Linked DNA regions of Mus musculus: region 2 is linked to region 1. A link is a contact called in public HiChIP or PLAC-seq data. All regions are on one chromosome and are shown on one strand. The core of a region is the stretch at or near the end of the contact, and the rest is flanking DNA. Distances in the headings are between cores, read along the strand shown.

Evidence for each region. HiChIP or PLAC-seq counts read pairs in DNA pulled down with a chosen protein or histone mark.
Region 2: a contact with region 1 is called in an H3K4me3 HiChIP or PLAC-seq map of intestinal crypt epithelium, with 5 read pairs. The contact joins two enhancer-like sites. A contact is called at or near these places in 3 of 484 Hi-C or Micro-C datasets (all in liver) and 2 of 115 datasets of contacts at active chromatin or transcription factors (intestinal crypt epithelium and pancreatic cancer cells).

Annotation. Positions count from the first base shown.
Region 1 is chr15:38,430,342-38,433,857 of GRCm38.p6, reverse strand. No RefSeq gene overlaps it. Among named protein-coding and RNA genes, the nearest start is that of G930009F23Rik, 23 kb to the left of the region's middle. Within about 2 kb of position 2,022, at least 50 of the 459 cell types and tissues checked have an H3K27ac peak or open chromatin away from gene starts, as enhancers often do. A contact at or near this core is called in intestinal crypt epithelium, where this site is marked.
Region 2 is chr15:38,565,726-38,569,359 of GRCm38.p6, reverse strand. All of the region lies in intron 2 of 2310043O21Rik (RIKEN cDNA 2310043O21 gene), which reads left to right. It overlaps Gm41309 (a long non-coding RNA gene), which reads left to right. Exons shown (of 3, transcript XR_875194.2): 3 at 1-828. Among named protein-coding and RNA genes, the nearest start is that of 2310043O21Rik, 27 kb to the left of the region's middle. Within about 2 kb of position 1,994, at least 111 of the 459 cell types and tissues checked have an H3K27ac peak or open chromatin away from gene starts, as enhancers often do. A contact at or near this core is called in intestinal crypt epithelium, where this site is marked.

The sequences.
Region 1 (3,516 bases), core at 773-3,272:
CCTGACAAAACAGCTATGCTGACAAAGCAATGAGATCCTGGCGTGGAGGGGGATGGGTTCCTCCCCTTTATAAGCTGGGACTCATAAGTAAATATTGGTCTTGATCAGAACTTGTCTTGGCTCGTTATTTCTCTTTCAGCCTTTCCCATCCAAAACCCCAGCTTTCCTTTCAGGAACCCAGTAACCCGTGGCTGCTGGCAGCTACAGCATACGTTTATTATTTGTTTACTTTTTGTTGTAATACGTGTGTGATGTACTTGTGTAAGTGTGGGTGAGGGCATGTGGTGCATGTAAGGAGGTGAGAAGTCAGAGGCAGCTCTCAGGAGCCAGTTCTCTCCTGCTGTGAGTTCCTCGGATTGGACTCAGGTTGTCTGGCTTGTGTGTTAAGCACTTTCATAAACTTTGTTTAGTGTGCAATTTTTGCTTGCATGCCTACTTTAATTCCTCACGGTCTGCATTTCCTGGGTGTCGTGTGATAACTCTACATTTAATGTATTGAGAAATTGCCACACTGTTTTCCAAAGCACCTGAAGCATTTAATCCCAGGAACAAAGTATACAGTCTCAGTTGCTCACACCCTCACCAGCATCTACTGCTTCTCGGTATTGTTTGCAATCCTTGGGATCCTTGCAATCCAGGAAGGGCCCTGTCTGTACCTGCTGAGCAATCCATGTTCCCAAGCTTCATTCCTCCATAAAAAAACCATTATATTCACCTGCGTTAGTTAACTAAGTGGGAACAAAATAATATCATTTTGTGTGCTGGGCACCATGTCAATCGCTGGTAGGCTGCAGAGAACACAGCAAGGGCCCTGCTCTCATGGAAGCTCTGTTCCAGTAGGTATGACATAGGTCAGGGGAGACAGGAAACTAGACATGGGAGACCAGTTGCCACTGGACTGAAGCTGGGGAAGAGCAGCCAGCCGTTCTCCCAACACGGAAAGTGAAGACCTGAGGCTGCAGATCTATGGCTATTTGGGCATGGCTTCAGGGGGACATGCATACATGCATGCATGGATGTGTGCTCCACTGATGAATACAGAAACACTTGACCAGTGGCTTCCACACTACTGAGGACACTACTTCTTCTTCTCTCATCAACCGTTTAGGGACCAGTGGGTCCCCTCTCCCTTCCTTTGCAGGGTGTTTGTGGACCAGACTCACAAAGGTCTTGTGCAGGAAATCACAGCTATGAGTTTGAAAATGCAGTGGCCATGCCATGTCTGGAGATCCATGCCCCACACCTCGCTCACCTCCTCTGCTTCTCGGTCTTTCTCCTGAGATGGTGCTCAAGCTTTGGAAGGGATGACACAGACACCCCATTTATGACTGGACACCAGCCTTTGTGGTCACTGCTGACCACTGTGAAATCTCTCTGACCAAAGCAGCCAGCAGCACTAGTCTATGTGCATACATAGAGTGATTTAGAAGGCTGTCTGACAGACCCATGTCCATTTAGCACCAATAACAGCAGCTTCCCACTAGAGCTATGATCTCTCCAGTCACAGACTTTTGGCCAAGTTTACAGCGCTACACATGCCTTCCCTCCTGTGGAGTGAGCATCAATCCAGTTGGTTTGGGCACCCCTCTCTGACACCACTGTTGCACCTGCAGGCCTATCTCACCTGACTTCTAATGGCTGTATTTTAATGACATCCACTGGGGGATCTGGCCAATAGATTGTGGTCTGAACCGACTCTTGCTTCTTCCTGAAGTGAGTTCCTTCCACAGTCTCAGAACTTTGAGTATGAGCCTAGGAATCTGCCTCTCTCAATTCCCACTTCCCTTCTTGTCAGGTGAGCTAATGCACACCAGAGCCTAGGAGCTACTATAACCAGAAGGTAAGCAGCTTGCTACCACTGGATGGCAGAGCAGGCAGGATCTTGTTACCTGTTTGTGCTGGCTGAGTATCCCTTGGCTTGGTCCCAGTTTCTCAGGGCAAACAGACTTGTGGATCAGGCACCCCTGTGTGCCAGGGACAAGGTGGGGTGGACAGTGCCCCACCCCTTGCCTTGCTCTACTCTGTGGTCCACGTGGTGAGACATCTGGCCCAGTGGCTTTTACCCTAGTGGGCAATAGACTGCGTTCTCATGCCTGTTGCTTCCTGGTGAATGCTGTCTGGACAGAACCCTGGGCTGGGAAGCTGGCCTAAATAGATTCAAGTTCTATCAAAAGGTTTTCAGACAGCCTGGGTACTGACAGACGAAGTTAGGCAATATGTTTGCAGGTCTCTAGATTTATTGTCGCAGCTGTGGTTAAAACTAGTAAGTCTTGCCAGGTGGTAGTGGTGGCCTTTAATCCCAGCATTCAGGAGGCAGAAGGCAGGAAGCAGAGGCAGGCCGATCTACGAGTTTGAGGCCAGCCTCATCTACAGAGTAAGTTCCAGGACAGCCAGGGATACACAGAGAAACTCTGTCCCCAAAAACCAAAAACCTAAAACCAACCAACCAAAACTAATAAGTCTCTGATGGAGGCATGAGCTCTGAGAAATACAGGCATCTTTCCAGCAACAACGACTCCCTTCATGGGCTTATTTGAAGCCCCCCACAAATACTCTGCCTGGTTTACAAGGCAATTCATAACACCCCATGACATTAGTTCCAACCCAATATGTATAACTCTCAGGGTTCAAGGATTATAGGCAGAAGCCTTTCCCTTATGCTCTCTGCTAGCCCTTACAGGACTGAGTCTATGGGAGGAGCAAAGAGCCAGATAGAAGAAAGTGAAAATCACAAGTGTTCATCTTTATAGAAATAGTCATCACAGCAATACGACTTGGACCAGCAATGTGGCTCAGTGGTTAAGACACTTGCCACAAAGCTTGATGATTTGATTTGTGTACAATCCCCTTGACTCACAGGATAGAAGGAGAGACCTGACTTTCACATGTGCTCTGTGACATGCATGTGTGTGGATACATGCATGCATACATACACACAAAATAAATATCTTCAATAAATCTTTTTTAAAAATCAAAATGGGTTGAAAGGATAGCTTAGCAGGTAAGAGTGGTTTCTGCTCTTTCAGAGAACTTGAGTTTAGTTCCATCCTCCTTGGGCCACACACAACCGCCTATAACCACACACAACCTCCTATAACACCCTTTTCTGGTCTTCACAGGCACTGGCACATACTTGGCATAGACTTATATGGACATAGACACCCACATAAATAAAAATAAAGGCCTGATATCAGGGATCACACCTTTAATGTCAGCACTCAAACTCAGAGGCAGGTGGATCTCGGTGAGTTCAAGAACAGTCTGATCTAGATAGTGACTTCCAGGGCTATATAGTGAAACACTGTCTCAAAAACAAATTAGTAAAATAAAAATATAGATATAAAATATAGGTAAAAAACAGCTGGGCATGGTGACTTACACTTTTAATCCCAGCACTGGGAGACAGAGGCAAACAGATCTGGGTTTGAGGCTAGCCTGGTCTACAGAGAGGGTTCCAGGACAGCCAGGGCTACATAAAGAAACCCTGTCTCAAAAACCCAAAACTAAACCAAACCA
Region 2 (3,634 bases), core at 745-3,244, 140 kb before region 1:
AGTGGAGCCTAAAAATGAGGTGGACTAAAGACTTATGCAACAGCTAACACTACTCAGAGCACCAGGCACTTTACAGTCTTAAGGTTCAGAAGATTATCGTGATAAGGTGTGTGATCACCAGGACAAGCCACGTGTGACTGAAGCATGTTTTCCCACAGAGGCACATGAATAGCAACAGCTGAAGTAAACTCATTCCTGTCTGCTATGCCTGGGGGGAGGGGCGCACAGAAACACATTCCAAGAACAGTTCTATGTTTTGAAGACACTGAGATGAGTCTTCTCACAAGCACTCAGAATTCCTCACTCATGACGCTGTGCTTGAACAGTGTTCCGACGGTATAGCAAGGGCCTCCGTCCACAGAACCATGCCCCTGGTCCCTGCCCCTCTAAGAAGAAATGTAATTTAAGGGTTGGCTTCTTGTGAGCGTATCGAGGGTAAGCTGTGGGTCTCAGGCTCTAATCGATGGTGGACTTAACTCTGTCTTCAGCTGGGCGTGGTGGTGCACAATTGCAATTCCAACATCAGCAGGCAAAGACAGTTTGTCGACAAGTTCAAGTCCAGCCTGGTCTACGTAAAGACTCCAAATTAATCAGTGCTACATAACGAGACCCTGTCTATAAACAAACAAACGAATAAATTCTGGCTCTGACTCTCTGAGAGACAGTGACGAGCCAGGTCCCAGAGCCACTCAGCCACCACATTGGTGCAGTGTGTGTGGGAAGGTCCAGGGGTCAGGCACTCAGCAGGGCTGGCCACGTGTATCCTGTACCTGACAGAAGGTGAGAGTTAAGGTTGGCAAGACTCAGAGTCATTAAATGTCAGCCAGAAAACAGGCACCTTTTCTGGCTAATAATAAAAATTGTAAATAATTTACCAACTGGAGCTTGGAACCTACTCTTGGAAGGGATGTGATGTTGGAGCAGGCCTGCCTGCTCTTGGATGATCGATCGGCTGAAGTTGGTCTAAGGCCCTGTCGCTTGTCAGGACCATTGCCAGAGCCCTCTTGCCCCTCCAAGCACTCTCTCTTTCTCTCTCTCTCTCTCTCCTCTCTTCCCCCCTCTCTCTCTTTCGTGTGTGCGCGCACGCTCTCTCGCCATGGTTTGTTGAGTGTGTAGACTGTGCCAGCAATGAGCAGACTTTCGGTAAAGCATTACGCTGGTGTGACTGGGGACATCCTGACAAGATAATATTTGAATGCAGACACGGTAAACAGTGAACTACTGGAACGATCTAACCTGTGTGGGCCTCACTGAATCCGTTGAAGCTGCTCCTGCTTGGTCAGCTTTCAGGTTTCTCCTTGCCTTTGGACTTAAAGTGAACCAGTAGTTCTTCCCTATGCCTCCATTCGGACTTGAACCCTTTCCTCTCCTGGGTTCAACATGCCCTCTTCCCGATCTTGGCTCCATTTCTCTAGAGAGTCCTGACGATACATCTGTTTTCTGTTGTCTCTGCCGACAGCCATGGCCACCAATCTGCCATAATGGTGGCCCCTCTTTACAAAGGCCACTTCACCTGGTTTCTCTCTCTGGGTTCCGCTGTAAGCACGGCCTCAGAGGTCTGATTGCCAAAGGGCCTGGCTTTATCTTCCTGAACCTTGCTCTGCTAATCATTGCTCCGTGTCTCCAGGTGACTTTCTCTCTGCCTATAAATGTGCCCTAATCTCCAGGGACTTCCTGTCACTCTCCAGCAAAGGTCACATTTCTGAAATCTCATCTCCTTAGTGCTCAGTGGTTTGAATTTGAGGAACTTGTTTCTGGTTCTACTGGGTCTGTGTGAAATGACTCTGACTTTTCTGTGCCTGTTTTCTTATCTGCGGTCGGAAGCTGGGGTTATGTCTTCAGTGGCCTTGAGAGTAAACTGCAATAGCAGAGACCCTTGTCCTGAAGTGTGGACAATAAATGTTAACTCACCCTCTCACCTCCTTCTCCTCCCTGGGCACCGCGGAGCCTGGCTCAGGCCCAACGGCTTTCAAGAAGCTGCCATGTGAGTGGTGAGTGGGTGTGTTCAGCCCTGGGTCTCTGCCCAGGTGCAGCACTTGATATTCTAGGACGCTGACTTCCCCTTCCCGGAGGCTCCTCTCCCTCGATTGCCACTCGCTGCTGAGCACACCTGGCACCAGTCAAGGCTCAGGATCACACACAGGTGCTCACATGCTTACACAGGTAGGAACATTCGCACCCAGACACGAGTGAACACAGGAGTGGGGCACAGGAGTGGGGGCTTTTTCTTCCCATCAAGCCTTTGGTCTTGCAGACACTGCTGTTCTCGTCACCATAGAAGGCTAAGCCTTGTTTATATTGCCTCATCCTGTGAGGCGCCTCTTAGGAACCCTTCCTAACACCTTTTTCTTTCAGAAACTAGTTGACTCGTCTCTTCTTGGTTCTATGAAATGTCCCACATCATCCTATAGTGTGTGTGTGTGTGTGTGTGTGTGTGTGTGTGTGTGGACAAAACCTAGGGCGTCGTGCATGTTAGACAAGTGCCCTAATATCGATCAATCTCCATGACTTTGACATTTTATTTTATTTTGGAATAGTCTCTAAGTTTCCCAGGTTGGCTTCAAACTTGTGACCCTCCTACTTGAGCATTCCCAGAGGCTGGGGTCACATGGACTACCATGTGGTCCTGGTTCTATAATCCTCTCTATGTGAAATGACTAAGAGACCTTTATGGTGAGGATCTCTTCTTCCTCCTTGAGTTTCTAACTCTTAAATCAGTGCCAGATTCATATTTCCAAACATTGTGTTTAATGACTCTAAATAACCAGTTTATGAAGTCAATATTCACTCATATTCCCTGAGTCTTAGCTAGGAAGATGCAAGCCAGAGATGACTTCCAGGGAGCCAGAGGGTTAGAAATAAATCAGAAGAAACCAAGCATGGTGGCAGACTATAATTTCCAGCACTCTACAGCCAACCTAAATGCCACATAATGACTAACAGGTCAGCCATGTTATAGTGAGACACTGTTTCAAACAAACAAACAAACAAGAATTCTGTGCCTGTGTGTGTGTGTGTGTATGTGTGCACATGTGTGTGTGTGCGTGTGTGTGTGTGTGTGTTAGAAAAAGGAAAACAGTCGTGATATGGTTGGACAATGCTTTGGACAATAGCTGGGAGAGATTATCAGGGTCTGGCAGGAGTTGTGGGGTGGTTGTCACACACAGAAACTCAGATCAGAGAGAAGGGGCTGAGGCGGCAGCTTAGTGGGTAAGAACACTGTTGGTGAAAACAGGAGAACGTGAGTTTGAATCCCCAGCACCCATGTAAAGCCAGGCAGAGCTGTGAGCACATGCATGGGGCATAAAGTCAGGTAGATCCTGGGAATTCACTGGTAGCCAGACTAGCAGAAATCACAAGCTCTCAAAGTTCCAACTAGTGAGAGACAATAAGGCAGAAAGCAATGCACTGATGCATGCATCCATGCAGCCCCAACCCCCGCAACACACACACACACACACACACACACACACACACACACATTAGAGAGGGGCTAAAAGGCAGTGTGTGTAGAAAGGCCAGATTCACTTTTCTCAAAGTTTTGCTGAGGTTTGCTCACAGGGTAGCTATGTCAGATGCAGAAGAAATGGAAAGAAAACGCAAACCAGAAAATGCTGGGGAAAGAGCTCCGCTC